Linked DNA regions of Mus musculus: all the other regions are linked to region 2. Evidence: chromatin contacts called from public HiChIP or PLAC-seq and promoter capture Hi-C data. All regions are on one chromosome and are shown on one strand. Each heading gives the region's core, a stretch centred on a gene start, on an enhancer-like site or on the middle of the called end of the contact. The rest is flanking DNA. Distances are from core to core; before and after follow the strand shown. Region 1 holds the start of Exoc3 (exocyst complex component 3). Region 2 holds the start of Glrx (glutaredoxin). Region 3 holds the start of Zfp72 (zinc finger protein 72). Region 4 holds the start of Pdcd6 (programmed cell death 6). Region 5 holds the start of Ccdc127 (coiled-coil domain containing 127). Region 6 holds the start of Cep72 (centrosomal protein 72). Region 7 holds the start of Trip13 (thyroid hormone receptor interactor 13).

The links. Promoter capture Hi-C pulls out the DNA fragments that hold promoters and counts their contacts. HiChIP or PLAC-seq counts read pairs in DNA pulled down with a chosen protein or histone mark.
Region 1: a promoter capture Hi-C map of liver shows a contact between it and region 2, with 2.7 times the contacts expected there. The contact joins the promoter of Exoc3 here to the promoter of Glrx in region 2. A contact is called at or near these places in 5 of 39 promoter capture datasets (the C10 cell line, hippocampal neurons, liver and 1 more).
Region 3: a promoter capture Hi-C map of neural stem cells shows a contact between it and region 2. The contact joins the promoter of Zfp72 here to the promoter of Glrx in region 2. A contact is called at or near these places in 4 of 39 promoter capture datasets (cranial neural crest, hippocampal neurons, liver and 1 more), 1 of 484 Hi-C or Micro-C datasets (B cells), 1 of 115 datasets of contacts at active chromatin or transcription factors (astrocytes) and 1 of 9 other capture datasets (liver).
Region 4: a promoter capture Hi-C map of liver shows a contact between it and region 2, with 2.6 times the contacts expected there. The contact joins the promoter of Pdcd6 here to the promoter of Glrx in region 2. A contact is called at or near these places in 4 of 39 promoter capture datasets (the C10 cell line, liver and pre-B cells) and 1 of 115 datasets of contacts at active chromatin or transcription factors (stem cell-derived neural progenitor cells).
Region 5: a promoter capture Hi-C map of pre-B cells shows a contact between it and region 2, with 5 times the contacts expected there. The contact joins the promoter of Ccdc127 here to the promoter of Glrx in region 2. A contact is called at or near these places in 7 of 39 promoter capture datasets (the 3T3-L1 cell line, the C10 cell line, cranial neural crest and 3 more), 1 of 115 datasets of contacts at active chromatin or transcription factors (astrocytes) and 1 of 9 other capture datasets (liver).
Region 6: a promoter capture Hi-C map of pre-B cells shows a contact between it and region 2. The contact joins the promoter of Cep72 here to the promoter of Glrx in region 2. A contact is called at or near these places in 4 of 39 promoter capture datasets (the C10 cell line, cranial neural crest, liver and 1 more).
Region 7: an H3K27ac HiChIP or PLAC-seq map of microglia shows a contact between it and region 2, with 5 times the contacts expected there. The contact joins the promoter of Trip13 here to the promoter of Glrx in region 2. A contact is called at or near these places in 1 of 484 Hi-C or Micro-C datasets (CD4 T cells), 1 of 115 datasets of contacts at active chromatin or transcription factors (microglia) and 1 of 9 other capture datasets (liver).

What each region holds. Positions count from the first base shown.
Region 1 is chr13:74,207,312-74,210,011 of GRCm38.p6, forward strand. Exoc3 (exocyst complex component 3) reads right to left here and starts at 1,389. Exons shown (of 13, transcript NM_177333.4): 1 at 1,347-1,389.
Region 2 is chr13:75,838,633-75,841,332 of GRCm38.p6, forward strand. Glrx (glutaredoxin) reads left to right here and starts at 1,254. Exons shown (of 3, transcript NM_053108.4): 1 at 1,254-1,543. The coding sequence starts at 1,337. It overlaps Gm41005 (a long non-coding RNA gene), which reads right to left and starts at 2,436. Exons shown (of 2, transcript XR_873685.2): 1 at 2,135-2,436.
Region 3 is chr13:74,389,472-74,392,171 of GRCm38.p6, forward strand. It overlaps Zfp72 (zinc finger protein 72), which reads right to left and starts at 1,358. Exons shown (of 5, transcript NM_001374038.1): 1 at 1,193-1,358.
Region 4 is chr13:74,316,063-74,318,762 of GRCm38.p6, forward strand. Pdcd6 (programmed cell death 6) reads right to left here and starts at 1,264. Exons shown (of 6, transcript NM_011051.3): 1 at 1,045-1,264; 2 at 268-329. The coding sequence starts at 1,145.
Region 5 is chr13:74,349,063-74,351,762 of GRCm38.p6, forward strand. Ccdc127 (coiled-coil domain containing 127) reads left to right here and starts at 1,255. Exons shown (of 3, transcript NM_001168659.1): 1 at 1,255-1,346. It overlaps Sdha (succinate dehydrogenase complex, subunit A, flavoprotein (Fp)), which reads right to left and starts at 1,178. Exons shown (of 15, transcript NM_023281.1): 1 at 1,084-1,178. The coding sequence starts at 1,146.
Region 6 is chr13:74,060,932-74,063,631 of GRCm38.p6, forward strand. It overlaps Cep72 (centrosomal protein 72), which reads right to left and starts at 1,354. Exons shown (of 12, transcript NM_028959.3): 1 at 1,253-1,354. The coding sequence starts at 1,331.
Region 7 is chr13:73,936,432-73,939,131 of GRCm38.p6, forward strand. Trip13 (thyroid hormone receptor interactor 13) reads right to left here and starts at 1,336. Exons shown (of 13, transcript NM_027182.2): 1 at 1,059-1,336. The coding sequence starts at 1,150. It overlaps Brd9 (bromodomain containing 9), which reads left to right and starts at 1,397. Exons shown (of 16, transcript NM_001378947.1): 1 at 1,397-1,514; 2 at 2,003-2,217; 3 at 2,434-2,566. The coding sequence starts at 1,463.

The DNA of each region.
Region 1 (2,700 bases), core at 139-2,638, 1.6 Mb before region 2:
GATATCTCACAGGCGTAAGACAGTCACACAGAGAGTATTTATACAGGGACTTAAGACTATGTCAAAGGCAGCTCTAACACAATTCTTAGCCCTATAAAAGATCAGCTTTTCATTTCTGGAGCTCACCCTAGTGCTGCCCAAGTCCATGGGGTAGTTAGTCACTGGAAGGCAACAACTATTACCTACACTTCAGCAGCAGCCCAGTGGGCAAACACGAGTCTTATACTCCCTTACCATTGCTCTGGGTGGCCAAGATACCACTTCTTACTTTTGAACACTTCTAAAAACAAAGATAAGACAGCAAAAGGTAATTTATTGTCCTTACTTGAGTAGCTTGTTTCCCCTAAGCACAAATGTACCCGGTCAATCACCCTTTAGTCTAATATCTAATACTATCCAAGTCATGGACCTACAATGGCTATTTGCTGACTATCCAGCAAATGAGGGAATTAATAACACTGTTTCCTTTAATTTCAGCTACTCAACAGCCACAGATGTGATAAAGACCTACCTTCTGGAATCTTTCACTCTATTCCCAAGTAGTCTCAGAAAACCACTAAAATCCATTGTACATTTCCAGTTATGTAGCTTCTCCCTGTGTATTTCTCTCTTTGCATTTTCATTCAAGTGGAACAGCATTGCAAACACCATCTTCATCTTCTGACTATAAAATTACTCGTACCCAGACAGGAAATCTGAGCAGGCCACAGAAAGAGGATTCCACAACCACTTCTAACAGGACTGATTCACTGCGGGCTTTTTTTTTTTTCTTTTGCTTTAGTTTGACATGTTATCTTCAGCATTCCCAAAACATTAAAACTTGTATAATTCTATTTACAGGACTAGGTATTAAACATAATACCAAACCATCCCTCTGGCATGGAGTCCCCCACTCCAGCTGACAGGTGAAAGGCACTCCTGTGGCAGTGTTACAAGCCAGATGCAAAAGGAAAGCTGACCCAAAACCAAAAAAGCTTTGCAAGAAAGAGTCCACTCATAAACCTGAACACAGAGAATCAAAAACTAAAAAAACTGTACTGGATCGCCACCAAATCTGCTTCCAATGGCAGCTTGAGGACTGTCAGATTTCCGGCCTCTGGGGCAAAAGGGAACTCTGAGGGTAGAAGCAGCCCCGACCAAGGAGATGGGAGGGACGCACACCGAGGACAAACCCAAACCCGCCCAGGGACCCGCACTAGAGGGTGTCGCATCCCGCCAGAAACGTCGGCCGATGCTGTCCCTCGCCAAGGACAAACCCACTAAGGGGTACACTGTGCCACAGTCGAGGGCCCAGCGCCCCGCCCACCGCACAGGCACCCAAGGCTGTCAGAGCAGAGCTTCCTCACCGTCCGCAACGCCGCTGCCACCTCCCGGAGCCGGACCGGAAGTGTGCAACGCGGTCACTTCCGTTTCCGGCGTCTGGGCGGAAGGATGGGCTCTGGGTAACCTTGAAGGCGCTGTACGGGCGATCTTTCTGTAGACTCTTAGGAAACTTGTGCTTCTGGTGACACAGACTCAGGATCAGGGATTACAGATTCAGGCCTGGCTCCGCCGTCTGACGTTTGGCGCTCTCCCGACCCTCTTATTTTAAGTAGCACCTATTGTACCCACCCTTTCTCTCCGGATTAACCACTTAGGTTTGCCCTTGCTCAGTTCCTCCCCTTAGCTACCTTAGTCTCTCCACACCTCTCCATATCTTTACTGTGTCTTGTATTCAAGATTCCACTACTTATATTTCGTATATTTGTTTCTTCTTGCTGTCCTCGCCCTCATCCCCCAGAGGTTTCTGACAGCAAGTAGATTTCAAGTATTCAGGACAGTGCCACAGAGAGTGGGCTGCCTGCTGATAGCTGCTCGCGTAGCACGTAGAAGCGGCGAAGAAAACAAAACCACGAGCAAAACAGCAGCTGGTGGAATTACTCCAGCTGAAGGAAGCAGTGAAGCATCGAGTCGCCCCGGTACCTAGAACAGCCAGAAACTTTGTTCTACCTCTGCAGATACAGAGATTTCCCCACACTGTTACGAACTTTTAGTAAATTTTGGCGGGGTTTAGGTTCTTCCACTCACCCATCAGGTATGACAACCCTACCCTGACAGGTTTGGTTGTGTTTTTTTTTTTTCACCTTTTCTGCATACATTTGTTGAGTTGTGTGCCTATCCATAACATCACTACAAAGTCTGGCTCTCCCAAGCCAATGGATGATGGGGTAAATCTTCAGTAAATGAAAGAACAGTATAGGTAACCTGTCATAACCACAATGCAAATTATATGATGAAGTCAGTCTTTTAAAGATGCAGACCCTCCCTTAGTGTAGGGGTTGCAACTGGGAAAGTGCCCTGACCCCTTAGTTTATGACAAAACAGGAGAAATTTCAGCTTCATGAATGTTTAACTGCAAAGTGGGGAGGCACAGCTACCAAGACAAAGCTGCGGTTTTCCTTAGTTACCTTATATCCAACCCTAATCTCCTGCTGCCCACTATATAGTGGAGTGTTTAGTCATGGTGCTCCCTAACGAATTCAGTTAACTAGCCTAGTTAGATGTGAACTGCTTCAGTAGATGACTCAGCTTGTTTCCTTTCAATTAAATAAATAAAATAAGAATCTCAGCTTTTGTTTTTGGTAAGCCACAGAGTGACAAAGCTCAGGATACTTTTGAGTGTACAAGTAAGTTCATAGGTAGGCCTAGGAATGACCAGAG
Region 2 (2,700 bases), core at 4-2,503:
TAAAGGAACAGCCTGAGCTGGGTGCTTATTCCCCAGGGTCATGTGAACAGCAAGAACCCTCAAGAGGTCCTTGAAACAGCTGGCATCAGAAGGTTGCCAGAAAGTTAAGACTCTAGCCCTAAACTTGTTCAGAATTGTGGGAAGCTATGGGCTGAGAGGTCTACAACCCTGCCATGGGCCAGCCACCTCAGCCATGCAGCCAGGCCGCTTCTCCGTTGGCAGAACTCTCTCTCCGCTTCTTCTGTGGCCCTGACTATTACCATCTGACTGTTATTTTGCCATTTGATGTGGGTAACAGTGAGAGTGACAAAGAAAGCAGCCCCCAGAAGTCAGTTTACTTCTCTTTGGTCACAATGTGCACCAGAGCCGTCACCAGGACATGACTGTAGTCTGACCTCCTGTAAGATACTCTGGTTCTACTGTGGAGCTGGTTGCTTGCTTGGAAAGGTGCTTCAGTCTGACAGGAGTTTTCTCTTCGACTTGCTTATCTACCTCAGCACCACCTCCCAAAGCACCTCAGCTCACTGTCAAAACAAGTCAGACAGGAAAAGATCCACATTCTGTCTGGAATCTCAGGTCAGGGGTTATGGGAGAATTTGTTTCTTACTGAACTGCTATTCAAAGGTCACCAGCCCTAAGGCTTTTGGAGTAAGAGAGACCTATTAAAAAGCTTAGCTTCACAGGTAGGCCCCGTGGCAAAGTTCAGTCACAAATCTACCCCACTGAAAAGGGCTCATTGTTCACCATGAACTCAGAGCATGGCACCCCACTTTTTAAAGACAGAGAGAAAGTACAGACAAGCACATTTTTACATGTCAAGAACCAAGTCCACTAATCACACAAGTACCCACCTTACAGGGCAAAGAAAGCATGCCGGTGCAACCCACAAGGCCCAATCACTATGCAGTCCCCACATCCTATGAAGAGCCAAAGCTTTCCTGAATGGTTGTGTTTTTATTTTTCAAAACAACCGTGTTTCCAAAAGAAGAGAGAGAGAGAATTTGTTCTAAGAGGACCTGGGGCCTCCTACCCAGAAACTGGTCTGCGCTGTCTCTGCTACCCTAGAGGGTGACTTAGTTCTGTTCTTGGGGAGGACACAAGACAGCCTGTTATAGCTTACACAGCCAGTGTGCAATGGTAGGCCTAGGAAGTACTGACTCATACCAAAATGAACTGACTTTGGGGCTGGCCCTTTAAAACTGAAGCATCCTACTTGGTAACTCCTCCTCCAAGGAGGTTCCTTATTAAATGAGAGCTGCTGGCTAAGCGCCGCTGCATTACCGGACCATTACTTTCAACTGCACGTTCCTCCCTGGAGAAGCTGCAGCCTGTCAGCATGGCTCAGGAGTTTGTGAACTGCAAGATCCAGTCTGGGAAGGTGGTCGTGTTCATCAAGCCCACCTGCCCCTACTGCAGAAAGACCCAAGAAATCCTCAGTCAACTGCCTTTCAAACAAGGTCTTCTGGAGTTTGTGGACATCACAGCCACTAACAACACCAGTGCGATTCAAGATTATTTACAACAGCTCACCGGAGCGAGAACAGTGAGTGTGTTTAAATGCTAAGGAAGCGCTGGGGTGTTGCTGTTTCCTTTCCAGAGCTTTGTAGACAGCTAGCTGTGCCTTTTCTAGGATGCCGTTGCCTGGGCTCTGTCCTTCAAAGCAGCCAGAGGACTTTGCAGGGTGTGGGGGAGGGACTCAAGGGAAGACACTGCTCAAATGAGTGGGCAGCAGGACTGCCTGGGAGGACCAGAAGGCAGAACGCTGGTTGGTGTGTGGATAGTGGGCCTGACAGCTGGGCTGGCGGCAGTTAAGTGTTTATCTGAAGGCTTTGTTTTAAGCACTATTTTGAACTGGCAGTGTTCTTCTGGCAAGGCAGGAGGCAGCTTCGAGGCTGGATGTGATCTCTAGCTTTTATGTTATGGATGGGGGCCATAGGCACTCTCTTCCCCCTGTTAGCATGTAGTGGGGTCTGCGGCCCTTCCTTTTCTTTGCACTAGGCTTTCTTTCTTTATCACCTAGTTTGTCCATTCTTACCTAGCCCCACCCACTAGAAAAGTAAATCCTGGACTCCATTTTTGCCTGTGCTGCCTTAATTGTAGGATATTTTCAGGTCTGGTTATCATGATAACTTACTGTATGATCTGATGGATTCTTGCCTTGGAGATCCATCCTCAGTGACGCAGGCTGCAAGATTAGAGGGAGCGCTTCAAAGTCCTGTTCCACAAATCCATATGCAGCTCTCTAAGAACACCTTCCTCCTCAGAAAAGGCTTTCTTTGTGCCTGGGCTGCTGCTGGAATGCCCAGCTCAACAGACTCCAGTGCTGGAAAGTGAGCTTGTTGTACAGTTAACTGGAGTGTTGGGGACAAAGCCGAGGCAGCCCCAACAAGCCAAGAACCTTGGCCACCTGCCTCCAATACCAACTAAAGTGACGCGTGACAGTGAAAAGCAGAGGAAAGAAACTTCCTCAGTGAGGCTTCATTGGGAAGCTGAAAAAATACAGATGTCCATGGATGCCCAAGTCCATAAAATGTATGGTGTGTGTGTCTGTGTACCCTTGTTTACACAACAGCCCAGTGGTTAATGTTGGATGACTTATTTAATCACTCTCAGCCTTACTTTGGTGAGACACCGTCCTTCACTGAATCTGGAGTTCACAGGCTGGGATGGACTGGACTAGCTAGCAGCCAGAACGCCCCT
Region 3 (2,700 bases), core at 108-2,607, 1.4 Mb before region 2:
AGGAGTTTAGTATCTACAAATCTTGAGGCCCTGAGCAAGTCAGATCTCTTTGAATCGATTTTTCACCTTTCAGACAAAGTATAAATATATTGGCACATCTTCCCAGGAAGAACTGTCATGCACACGGAGCATCAGTGCATTAGATGCCACATGAAGTGATAGAGTGAGAGCTTAGACTCTGTAGATAACGTGGATAGATGGAAGAAAAGAAATTGAGTATAGATAGTATAGACCGGGTTTATCAGGTATGTCAGGTGATGCGCCTGTGCCCTCCTTAGTCTCCTCTTGAACTTTAGTAAATAATCCCTAAGATTATGCACAACACAACTCTCCTGAAAACCGCTCCAAAGCTTCCAACACCACACAGCCCCTGATAGGTATTTGTTTTAACTCTAGAGCGTAGGACCTTTAAAAAAAAAAAAAAAGATTTATTTTATTTATAGGAGTACTGTAGCTATCTTCAGACACACCAGAAGAGGGCGTCATATCCCATTACAGATGGTTGTGAGCCACCATGTGGTTGGTGGGAATTGAACTCGGGACCTCTGGAAGAACAGTCAGTGCTCTTAATCTCTGAGCCATCAACGATTGACTGGACTAAGCAAATCTAAGATGGTCCTCTCTCTGGGATTTTTATCTCTATATGGAAGTGTTGCTTTGAAGGTTCATGTCAGGTTATTTAACCTCCAAGGGGTCCCTTTTAAAATCTGTAATGATTTATTCCACAGAAAACGGAATGACTTTCCAATATATCAACTTCCCCCACAGAACTCTGCCCCCCGCCCCGAAACTGTTTTTTATAAACTGTTAAAGAGTACTAGGCGGGCTAGAGACCACACTTGGTTAAATATGACAAAAATCCCACAACAGTCATGTAAGTCTCATTAAGCTGGTAACACGATCTTTCAATAGCAAACCTTTATACACCTCCCAAGATCAGGTGGTCAGCTAACAGAGCCCCATGAATGATTTGAGAGGTAGGGGTGGGGCAATCCCGGACTCTACCCGAGCCATCTTAAAAGCACATGGAAGACAACTGGCAGCACACTACATTGTAATAGAGTGAACATTGAAAGAACTGTTTCAACCATCCTCTCTCCATCCTGACCCGGTAACCCAGCCTAGGTCGCAAAAACCTTCAGAACAAGTTCTATCTGATTTAGATCCACCCACGTCTCCCTCCCTGTCCAACCTGCAGAATGCCTCCGGCTTGTAGGACTCCTCTCTCCTCGCTGGGAGCTACCTTCAAGATCAAATAATCCAAACCCAAGTTTGTAGACTAGCGAACGGTACATCCACAGGACCGAACTCTAGGGAATATCCTTGCGACCTAGGTGCACACAAGGAATGCCAAAGCTGCGTTTCCAGGGCCCTTGCTTGTGACGTCACACCATGCGAGACTACATTTCCCACAAGTCTGTGAGAGGAAATTTTAGAAACTCATGAAAGGATTTGAGTATTTCCTGGTTTTTTAGCTCTGCTTTCTGAGATTGAGGATGTCATTAAAGCAACCAGTCACCAAGCACTGAGTAACTACAGATAAATATCATGTTCTTTTTTAATTTGTAGAACTACAAAATGAATTCATTGAGATGTCTGAATGTGATTAAACCCTTTCTTATTTATTCATTTTACCTACTATTTCTGGTTATTGTAGCTTAAAACCATATGCCTACTTATAGATGCTTATTGTAGCATGGAAAATTAACATAATCATCTAGATTTTTCTTGAAGATACTTACTAAACAAACAATAAACCAAAGTCCCACTCTGGCTTCCTGCCCACACGATAATTAGGTATAGTAGTATGACCAATTAACCCTTTCCACCTGACCCCTAAATTCCCTTTTATACCCTATTGGTGAAACAATGAAGTTGACCTGACACACTTCACTGGTCTCAGGAGATCATTCTATAATACAACCATCTCTAGCCTGTCTGCCATGGTTTACTCCTTTTGTCTTCACTGGTGGCTAACAACCACCCAAGGAGAAAGAAGACCCACATTAAGGCTATCGTCCTCAGTGGTTCACTAGGAAAAAAGTTGCTTCCTTTTTCTGAGATTTTTTTGTTCCTGTTGTTATTTACATTTCAAATGTTATCCCCACCACCCAGTTTCCACTCCGCAAACCCCCTATCCCATCCCCCATTGCTTCCATGAGGGTGCTCGCCCACCCAGCCACCCTAGCATTCCCCTATGCTTAGACATCGATCTTCCACAGGACCAACGGCCTCTCCTCCAATTGATGCCTGATAAGCTACATATGGAACTTGGAGCCATGGGTCCCTATATATGTACTCATTGATAGGTGGATTAGCCCCTGGGAGCTCTGGCAGGTCTGCTTGGTTGATATTGTTGTTCTTCCTATGGGGTTGCAAACCCCTTCAGCTCCTTCAGTACTTCCTCCAACTCCTTCATTGGGGTCCCTGTGTTCAGTCAGATATTTGGCTGCAGGCATCCCCATCTGTATTGGTCAGACTTTGGCAGGGCCTCTCAGGGGACTGCTATACCAGGCTCTTGTCAGCAAGCTCTTCTTGGCATCTGCAATGGTGTCTGGGTTTGGTGTCTGTAAATGGGATGGATACCTAGGTGGAGGAGTTTCTGGATGGCCTTTCCTTCAGTCTCTGCTCCACTCTTTGTCCCTCATTTCCTTTAGACAGGAGCAATTCTGTGTTAATATTTTTGAAATGGGTGTATAG
Region 4 (2,700 bases), core at 14-2,513, 1.5 Mb before region 2:
TCTAGATAAGTGAGGGACCTCTGTTGCACAGAGCTAACCTTTTTCACTCTTGGGCAAGGTCTACACTATAGCTCCCATTTCAGAGGCTCACATACATTTGTTCTGGAGCTCGGTAAGGCAGCAATGATAATTAAGAAAATACAAACACAGAAGCTTAGCAAACACCTTTACCTTATACCGGTAATGGCAATTTAGTCTTAAGGACTTCTTTGGAAATAATTCCAGGAAGGAAACTGCTTACTGTGAATGAATCAGGCTTCAACTCACCATTGGATAATGCTTGCTGAAGCTCATTGTCTGAAATCACTCCACTCCTGTCTTTATCAACCCTACAAAAACAAACAAACAAACAAACAAACAGAAAACAGGTAAGCTGGTGATTAAATGTAAAGGAAGTATTAAAAATAAAACATAGCCAAGACATCATTTTCATCAATCTACACTAGGTCTGGAATGTTACTCTGGCCAGACCTTCCTCTTTGCTCAGCTGGAATGTCACACGCCCCCAGGTGTGCCAGAGACTAATGAACAACCAGAAGCAGTAGGAGGGGTTGAGTCATCTTTTCTCTATTCCTTTCAAGCTTTCTGTTAGCTCTTCAAGTCTGCTTAATTTATACCTGCACCAGTTCATCATAATAGGTAAAGAAAGATTCTCTAGGACGAATAAGTCATTCTTTGGCACGAGTCAGTGGAAAGACAATCAGTCATTCAGAAGGACGGCCAGGGACAGAAGACATGCAATAGCAGCCAGCTCTTTTCACTGATGCCGTTTTCCTGATTCAAGATTTGTCCTGTTTCTAACGCAAGCACCTGACCCTGTAGGGCGACTGTTCCGCGCCCTTCGGCCCTGGGCAAAGTCACTGCCAACATGACCCTGAACCCTGTGCTATTGTAGAAGAGAGAAAGTCGGGGATGGAGGGGAGTAGGAAGGACTGGGAAGGAGGTCGGGGGATGAAGGGCTGGGGAGAGGGAGGACTGGAGAATAGGCCCTGAAAACTGAGGACCGACCCAAGGGCCGAAGGAGCTGAGCGGCGCTGGCCTTACCGCTGGAAGACGTTCCACAGGAAGCTCTGGTCTGGCAGTGCAGCTCCAGCAGCAGGGCCGGGGCCACCACCCGGGCCTGGGCGGTAGGAGTAGGCAGCCATGGGCTGATGCACAGCGGCAACGCGGCCCAGCTCCACAAGCTATGCTTCCGCCTCAGTTATGGGGCAGGACCAGGAGCCCACAACTTCCTGGGAACAACGGAAGCGCGCACCTTTGAGTCACTTGGCAGGCGTGGTCCGTTGCCACGCAACGTCTGGAGGGCCTTGGGGTTAGTCTGAGCTCCGCCTCCTACTCTTGCCCGGCCTTGGGTGTCCCTTTCCTTTTCAGCCCCACCCCGCTCCGCCCTCCTGTGTGTCTCAGCCCGAAGCTGCGGCGGGTGAGCTCAGAAGAGACCACGCCATGAGGGGCCGACCCAAGCTTACAAAACGCCTCGACCTGTAACGGAAAGTGGTGAAAGCTTTCACTTGGACCGACGGCTTCCCTTTACGTCTGCATTAGTATTTAGTGCGAATGTGATGTGCACCAACCGCATGAAGTCCTCGGCGGAAACGCAAAGTGCATTTTGTGCACTCTGGAGTTTGTCCGTCTGTCCATACTACACCTTCTTGCCTTCCCACTTGCTTATATCGGTTTATGCCCAGCCTCCCTAGGTTTGCAGTGACTTCATTTGTAAATGGCCCGAGTGAGGTTTGGTCCTGAGGTGAGAGCTGTGTTTTCTCCACCCCTTACTTGGACTTCTGTACTTTTGGTGGTTACTCCTTTTAATTATAAGTATTCCTTCTTTCGTTCTAGATACTAATTCTATGGTGCTTTTATAGTTTGGAATGTCCCTAAATGGGAAAATGCATAGCATTGGGGCAACTACCAACCGGTCACATTCACGGGCTGTCAGGCCATCCTTCCACCTAAATCTGAATACTGTGAATAGCTCAAGATACAGATTACTCCGTTCTGCCATAGGATTATTCCAGCCTTCCTGTAGTCCTCATCCAGGGACAGACTTATAATAAGAACTGCTATGCTGTCTTTATGGGGGGTTTGTTTACCCCATAACTAAAGAAGAGGGTGAAGAGACCAAGGGCCAAGAGTATGGCCTTGTACATCTGAAACTTCCATGTGGATAATCATCCATTATTTAGCACAGCTATAGATCTGATCAAGTCCCAACTGTATCGTTTTCTGCTCCATTTCTCTTGTTCTTAGGACATCTTAAGAGACTTTCAAATTGCTCAAAGAAACATCTTATAGCTTTGACATTTACCTCAAAATCTACAAAATTCTTTAAGAAAGGTAGATTTTTTTTCCAGGATTTGGCGAATTCATTTTTTATAATTTCTCATAAACTGTTCATCTCACTTTTGAATAATCTTTTAGACTTTTCTGGTTCTTTTATTTAGAATCTGAGATCTATTTTTATTCTGTCCTCTCTCTGGCTCCTTTTCTCTTTACCAGAAATACAAAAATATTAATCATAATTTTCCTACTTGAACTGGAAGTTTTCCAGTACAGAGAAACTTCAGCAGACCCGAGGCTGCTGAATCCGGGACTCTACCAGCTGTTTGCTGACTTTGGAATGCTATAAAGGTCCAGTCCCAAAGAGACCACCTTCTGCAACAGCTTACAGGTAGTTGTCTTCCAGGTGCCACCATCTATCTC
Region 5 (2,700 bases), core at 5-2,504, 1.5 Mb before region 2:
TATGTGGTAAGCATAAACCTAAGGTGTATACAAGTTAATAAAAATCTTCTATCCTTGACTGTTCCTTTTGGGCATTAGCCAGAGCTGGGCTCAGACTATCATTATTTTTTTTTTTTTTCCTTGAGTGTGTGGAGTGAATCCTGGGCATGGGGTGGGCTCACCTATTTCTGCTACAAAAGAATTCTGCTACAATTATAGGTGGCTGACTTATTATCTCCTGTAAAGGGCTTCAATGATCAGGACTTAAAACCCTTCTTGCAGAGCCCAAGGGATAGAGGTGGAAGTAGGAGTTTGTGGCAGCAAATACAAATCACAGAAATTATCAAGGTTTGAAAATGCCTTCTGGCCTTGCAAGAATAGCTGCCAACTAACCCTTGAACATTTCATTGAACATGCATTTTAATATCTATTTCAGAAAATAGACAACTGCAGCCATAATTTGATGCACAATGCAAGTCGATACTGTTCAATGTCTTAGGGCCTTTACTTTGTAATTAAATTGTTAAGTAGGTAGGTGAGACAGAACTTTAAAGAACCCAACCTGTCAAATTTAGTTTACGTTAATAAAACCCTAGGAGTGTGACGAATAACAGGTGACCGGCAAAGAGTGCACTGAGACAAGATCTGACAATCTGGGAGGCCAACATCAGACCCCTGCAACCCTGAGTCACTGTGTACCTCTTCAAATGCAAAAAGAAGTCGCAAGACTGGATGAACACGGTGCAGAAGTCTCACCTGGTATCTTCAAATATCTCTTTGATATTTAAAAACAGTAGCTAAGGCCACTACACAAAACCTGTAAGCTCATCACTTATAAGTCTTAGTGTCGACACCCAGACTACCAACGGATTACTCGCAGACCCGTCCGCATCCAGAATGCAACAGGCCGGTCCCTCCCTTTAACCTTGGAGAACTTCGCTAGACCAAGACGGGGAAGGCCAGACTCCACGCCCGCGACCTCGGGGTCGTGACCTTCGCCGGAAAGCAGTCGGCTTCGGCCCACTGCACCTTCCCAGACTCAGGCCAACTCGGGTGGAATCGTGGCGCACTCCTAGCGCCTGCCATTTCGTGGCACTAACTCACCGCCCCAGTTAACGCCAAGCGCCGCCCGCGAAGAAGCCTCGAAACTGCGCCAACCCCGGCCATGTCTGCCTTCCCGCAAGCCCCAGCGACAGACTGCGCTTGCGCACCGAGTCGCGCGGGTGTCGGGCTTGGAAGATTCTGCGCCTGCGCAACACGCCCCTCCTGGCTCGCGTGAGTGGTGGTGCGCCTGCGCCCTGTAAACGCGGCGGTGGCAACACGTCTGAGGTAGGGTGGCAGCAACGCTGATGGGCTCTGCTCCAGGGGTAAGTGAGGTGCCAATGTCTTTAAAGTGCTTCTCGGGTGGTTCTTGTTTGCCAAAACAGAGAGGGTCGGATGATCTGGAGAGATGGAAGTAGGGTCCTGGGGCGGAGATCGCAAGCTCCATAAGAGCCCGTTTTGTTGGGCGCTTGAATCTCAACTAATGGGGGGGGGGGGGGGTACATACTGCCCTGGACTTCTAGAGTAGGTAGGAATGATGTCTTGGTGGCTGGACAAGGAGCAGCTAGCTGCACTGGGCTACGTAAAAGCCAGGATACTGAACTAGAAACTATATCCAAAGCTTTCGTCTTCGTTACAGCAGCTGGGAAGCTGGAGGCCCGGCCTGTTGTCATCCTGAAAGCTGCTTAGATCGTGGCTAGCATCCCATATTGCAAACGCGCTCTCATTTGATCACTTTCAGATAGTTTTTCTATTTTTCTAGTGAGTATAGCTGAAATGTTCGGTGGAATTAAATAGCATAAAAAGTAAACCAATAATCGTAATTGTTTCCTGAATTTTCAGTTAATATTAGATTAAGGTTTTCCTCTTGGTGCACAATCTTTATGACCATTATTTTGAATTGTTTAAGTTTACAATGAACCGTTCCCATTTTATTTCTTTGTTTTTTTATTAATAAATAAGGAAATATGGAATATATTCATGCACAACACTTTATATTTTGAATTATTTCCTTGAACTTTATAACCCCAAAATGGATGTTGTTGGTGCAGAGGAAATAAATATGACAGCTTACCCTACAAGGGTTCTGCGTTGGTGGGTTCAACCAACTGCAGATAAAATATATTTGGGGAAAATGTGTCTGTTCGGAGTATGTACAGACTTTTTTTTTAACAAGGGGGAAAATAAAACAGATGAACTACTTAAGTGCCTTTATACCTTATTAGGTATCGGTGACTTAGAGATAAAGTATTGAGCAGATTATATTCAAATACAGCATTGTATATGGGAGCCTTGGCTATCTTCAAGGCTTTTGGTATGAGATGGGGCTCCCCATCAGATATCTGATGGATGGCTATACATAGTAGGAGGTTTTTGAAAGTTGCCTGCTTTTAGTGTGTGTATGTGTGTGTGTGCATACATACATATATATATATGTATATACACATACATATTTCTAAATTAGGCATCTACCATACGTCATACGTATTAATTCTATAGTTCCTATAAACCGTTACATTCTGAGCCATGTATTATGGTTATATATTTATTGTTCATTATTGTGCATCTTAACATGTTAAACAAGGTTTGTTAAAAACACTAAAACTTTCAAAATTTGGGTTGAATTACGTATTTCTTACATGGATCTTGGTTAACTATTTTGTGTTTATTGTATTTGTA
Region 6 (2,700 bases), core at 104-2,603, 1.8 Mb before region 2:
CCCGACACATAATTCGTTAAAAAGACATCCCTAAAGAATAAAAATGTGAGCAATCACTAAATAATTTGGAGGTCTAAGAAGATACCTAAAGGGATATTTGAAAAGCATATTAAAATCAATGAAAATTAGAACCAGTCATGGTGGCAACTGCCTGCAATCCTAGCCACTTGAGTGTCGGACTAAAATTCCAAGGCCAGGTTCCGTTAAAAATGGAGATCAAGGTCATCTTGGCTTAATAACACACTTGAAAAATTAAAAAAACGTTTGGGGTGAAGTCCCATGACAGGGCATTTGCTTAGCATATGCAAAGCCCTATGTTCTATCTCCAGTACCTTAACACACAGTAGAAATATAAACACTAACAAATGTGTTAGTGTGTGCAGCTATGTGATACGTAAAGAGAAATGTACAGATTAAGAGATTTAAATTATAAAACAAGCTTTAATCCACACGTTTCACTTCTAGAATCTAAAGAGGAAAATAAATGCAAAGCAAGCACAGAGAAAAAGGTAAAATTTAAAAACAGTGAAGACAAATCAACCAACCCAAAAGTGGTGTCTTTGGCATGACCAAAAACCGTATATCTCCAACATGACTGAAAGATAGAGCCAGATTAAGTACCATTTATGAAAATGGGGAATATCCCTACAGGCCCCACAAGCATTAATAAAATAGTAAGAGAATGCTGTAGTCAGTTCTATGTAGATATGGTTGACAATCAAGAAAAAACGATTTAGATAACGAAAATGCACTCTAGGTGAAACCACTATAAGTTTAAAAATCGTAATCGAATTTAAAAAATGGTAATCGAAAATCTTCAACAATGGAAAATTCTAGGCCTGCGTGGTTTCCCTGTCAAAGTCCAGGGGAAAAAAGTTAAAAAGGAAAAAAAAAAAATCACAACACAAATTCCGCACGATCTCTTGCTCAAAACGTAATGGGGCCTTGATGTCCAAACCATATAAAAAGAGACCTGCATCTTCATAAGCGAAATGCCATGTAGGAACCCAGGAAGACAGATGAAAGCTGCTGCAAAAAAGAAGCGGGGGGCTCAGCCTGACCGCGGTCCCACAGAAAACCCAGGCCGCGTCCACCGGCTCTCCAGGACCTTAGCCACGCCCTTCCCCACAAACCCGCCCAGCCGGCCCCGCCTCCTTGCCCCACGGGCCGAGACCGTTTGTGGTCAAGTGCCATTCGCACGGAGGCAGAGCTATCAGGCCCGGCAGGCCAACCCAGTCTGTCCCCCACGCACCCAGGTCGCGGTGGGGACCCAGGCCGCTGCGCTCTCGTACAGTCTCTTCACACAAAACCAACCGCTGGCCTGGCGCCATGTTTTCAAACCGGACGCTGGCGCGCGGCGCCTGCGCTGTGACGTGATCTGGAACGGGCGGGCGGGACCAAGCCTGCAAGGGGCGGGCCCAGGAGGGTGGGCGGAGCTTCGGCTGTGTTTAAAACTTTCTTTGGGACAGGTTCACCCAAGCCATCCTAATCCGCTGAGCTCTGAGTGCAACCTCACCCTGCTCTGGCTCCTCCCCAGGACAACCCCATTGCGTTCAGTGCGGTTTGTGGAAACAGCTGTTAGTGCCCGGGGCATTCGCACCTACTCCCACTTCCATTCATTTCCTACTCCCTCCAGGAGCCTTCTCTCCTAAGGTTTCTTCCTGTCCCAGCCCCTGAGATGCTCCCCCCCCCCCCCCCCGCCAACCCCCACGCACTTCCAAAAGTTCTCATCATGTGGCTGGAGAGACAGGCTGTGTGCAAAAAAAAAAAAAAAAAAAAAAAAAAATTTCTCCTAACTAAGACACATTGAAAGTCCTTTCATCAAACCTGGGGTCTACTAATAACTTCCAGGCATTGGAGAGATAACTAAGCTTTTCAGAAGCAAATTAAGGCTTGTATGCTTGCCATCTAAGACATGTGGCGCCTCAGGACACAACACAGATTTCAATCACCCTCTCTTATTCTATTTTCTCTGACCAAGATCAGAGTCCAAGTGGGACCTTGGGGAGACGGATGGTCTGTCAGGGACAGACCCAAGACCAGCTTTTCTACTGCAATGAAAGTGCCAGTAGAAACTTGGGAAGTAACGTTTCTGTTTACTAACGTTTTACATCTTCACTGAAGAAAGAGGGACAAGGATTAGCTTTGCACCCTGCAAAGATTCCTACAAGCCTATGATTTCTTACAAGCCTCAGTAAAAGGTTATGCTAATGATTAATTACTACCAAGTACTCTTTCCGGTGGTTTATTAAATACCATCTGCCGTGGTAACATTAGACTGTGGCCAAACCTACATGCATTTAAGCTGTTTTATGTCCTTAAGTTCCATTTGAGGTGTTTAGGAGTGAGCCAGCAGCACTTGAACTTGATTTGGTGCTGGTGAAGACACAGAGCAAGGAACAGTGTTGTGACTCGGAGATAGAGATGATGAGCCAGGCTGGGTCACATCAGGAACAATCCCTTCTGCCTCATAGTTCATAAAGCTTTCCCAACTAGACCTGGAGGTTAGCAGGAACCTTCCTTAGCTGGAGTCCCACAGCCTGGTCTTCCCTACTACCTGGAGAGTTGGCAGGCAGTCCTACCCAGAACATTCTGTTGATCTCACATACACACCCCCCCCCCATGCTGCTCCCAACCTTGGCATTCATCAGCTGTCTGAGATGGGGTAAGAAGAGCCACTGTTGCCATGTATAAGGCTTG
Region 7 (2,700 bases), core at 86-2,585, 1.9 Mb before region 2:
AGCCAGGGCTACACAGAAAAACCCTGTTCCGAAAAACCAAGAAAAAAAAAAAAAAACCAAAAAACAAACAAACAAAAACGACAAAAACAAACAAAAAAACAAAAAAAACCCCACTAAAGTATAGCTAGGTCTGGCTGTAATTTCAGCATGCAAGCTGAGACAGAAGAACTTGTTTCAAACACAGACACTCAGACACACACACACACACACACACACACACACACACACACACACAGACACACACCTTCCCTCCCTCAGACCTCAGACATATACAAGAAAGTCATTAGTCAAGATGGGGCTTGGCAGTGTACTGTCTTAGGATCAACTGTAGGGTCCCAGGCCTGCAGTCATACCATCAGCCACCCTCAGGCTAATTAGAAAAAGGAGGTGCCACTAGTTCTTCACACACTACTATGAAAATTAATAAAAATTCAGTGTTTGAGACAAGCCTGAAACATTATGAGCATTCAATCCATGTTAGCAGCCCTTTTAAGGAAAACCTGAAAATGCATAGCTGTAGGGTCTAACCTGGAGTACGTACATAATCTTTGTAACAGGAAATTTGCCACTGGATTCTGGCTTTGCAAATTAAATACTTGCTCTACTGACACTGCACTTCCTTGCACCCCTAATTGACTGGAGATCACTTCTGTCGCTTAGCAGGTCCTATTACATGGAGCTCATCGTTAGGCTGTGCTCCATAGGCCAGTCAGTTGAGAGCTGTGGGGTCCTGCCAGATAGTCTGGGATGGTGGTAGGGTCTGGATGGGATATGCGGCAATGTGAGAGGTGAAACTCAAGAGTAATGTGTGGTGGGATGGAGGGCAAAGTCGGATCATGCTGTTAGGGTCAACTGAAGTGGGGTGGAGGTGTGCTGGGTCATACTAGGTGGGTTCATGTCAGGCTGTTCAGGTCGTGCGAAGTGGGGCCGTACTGAGGGGTGGGACGCTGTGGGGTGGAATCCTAAGAGTTGGGGTAAGGTCGTGCCACTCGGAGTCACGCGTGGTGGGGTCGGATCAGGTCGCGCCCCGCGTGGTCGGACTCCGTATATACGCTCACCTTCCGCTGCGCTGCAGAACCTCCACATGGACCGCGGGCGATTCGGCAACACAGGGAAGCGCTTGCTTCAGGTCGCCCACCGCCTCGTCCATGGCGCCGCCGCCGGGAGCCGAGGGAATGCCGCCGGAGTGAGGCCGCGGTCGCCTCCCTGCGCCCTGTGCGACAGCCTTCTCCGATGTAGGAGGATCCACCTTGGCTAAGGGCCGGCCAAATCCACTTCCGCCGCCCGAGCCGCTCGGCGCTTTGCAACCCGCCCCGCCCCACCGAGCTTCGAATCTGCCGCGCGCTGCGCACCGCCCCACCCTGACCCGGAAGCACTTGGCGGTGGCGAAGGCGCTACTTCCGACTGGCGCAGGTCGAGCTACCGGCAGCCGCTTCTCACCGGATCCCGTGCTATCTCAGCCATGGGCAAAAAGCACAAGAAGCACAAGGCGGAATGGCGCTCGTCCTACGAAGGTGCGGATCCCACGGGCGGGGTCTAGGTTGCCGATACGGGCAGGGGAAGGCGTTCCAGGGGAAGGGCGTGGTCTGTGCTGGGCGGGGTCCCGTGAGAAGGAGGAGCTTAGAGCCAGGTAGTGGACAATCGTAGGAGGGGCGGGGTTAGAGCTGAAAAAGGGAATCTGCTGCGAAGAGGCTATAGGCTTCTTTTTTGGGTCCTGTAGCCACTATGTACCTCCTCTCTGACACCAGGAAGACCCGCAGCAAAAAGAGGGCTTCCGTGAAGGAATTGGGGTCCTGGGTCTCAGGTCGGGTTGTTGTACCCTCGGAATATCCTCAGTGGTGATTTTGTGGTTTGAAAGAGAGGATTGAACACCAATCTGTCAGTTTGAGATTACATAGTCTGTGGTTTTGACAACTCCTTGCTGTCTAGATTCACACCCACAGGGGTGCAGTATTTCTACTCAGTATTTTGCAAGCTTGACCTACGTACGGTCTGTGTGCAGATTATACAGACACGCCACTGGAGAAGCCTCTGAAGCTGGTGCTCAAGGTGGGAGGAAGTGAAGTGACAGAGCTCTCAGGATCTGGCCACGACTCCAGCTACTACGACGATCGCTCAGACCACGAACGGGAGAGACACAGAGAAAAGAAGAAAAAGAAGAAGAAAAAGTCAGAGAAGGAGAAGCACCTCGATGAGGAGGAGAGGAGGAAGCGGAAGGTAAAGGTTCAATGGCCTAAGATGGGTCCCTAATCACGCCTGGCTATACCGTTGCTGCAGTTCTGGGCTTCCAGGGCATCTTCAGGTGATGCCTGTCAGGTGTCAGGAGTGGCTCTTCTTCCCAGTCTGGGGAATGCGCAGACGTGTGCGGAGCCTGCATTACCAGTCTAAAAGGGTTCTGGCTGTTCTGTGCCCTCTATTCTTCCATACTTACAGGAAGAGAAGAAACGGAAACGGGAGAAGGAACACTGCGACTCAGAGGGGGAGGCTGATGCTTTCGACCCTGGAAAGAAGGTGGAGGTGGAGCCACCCCCAGACCGACCAGTGAGAGCCTGCCGAACACAGCCAGGCAAGACCCTGTCCCCAAACATGAGTTTCCTACCTTGTCTATAGCGTGGTTATCTAGTTGTTGGGGACATTTCACAAGCTAAAAATGAGTAAATTCTCTTGAAGACTGGTAAAACAGACACATGGATGCCAGAG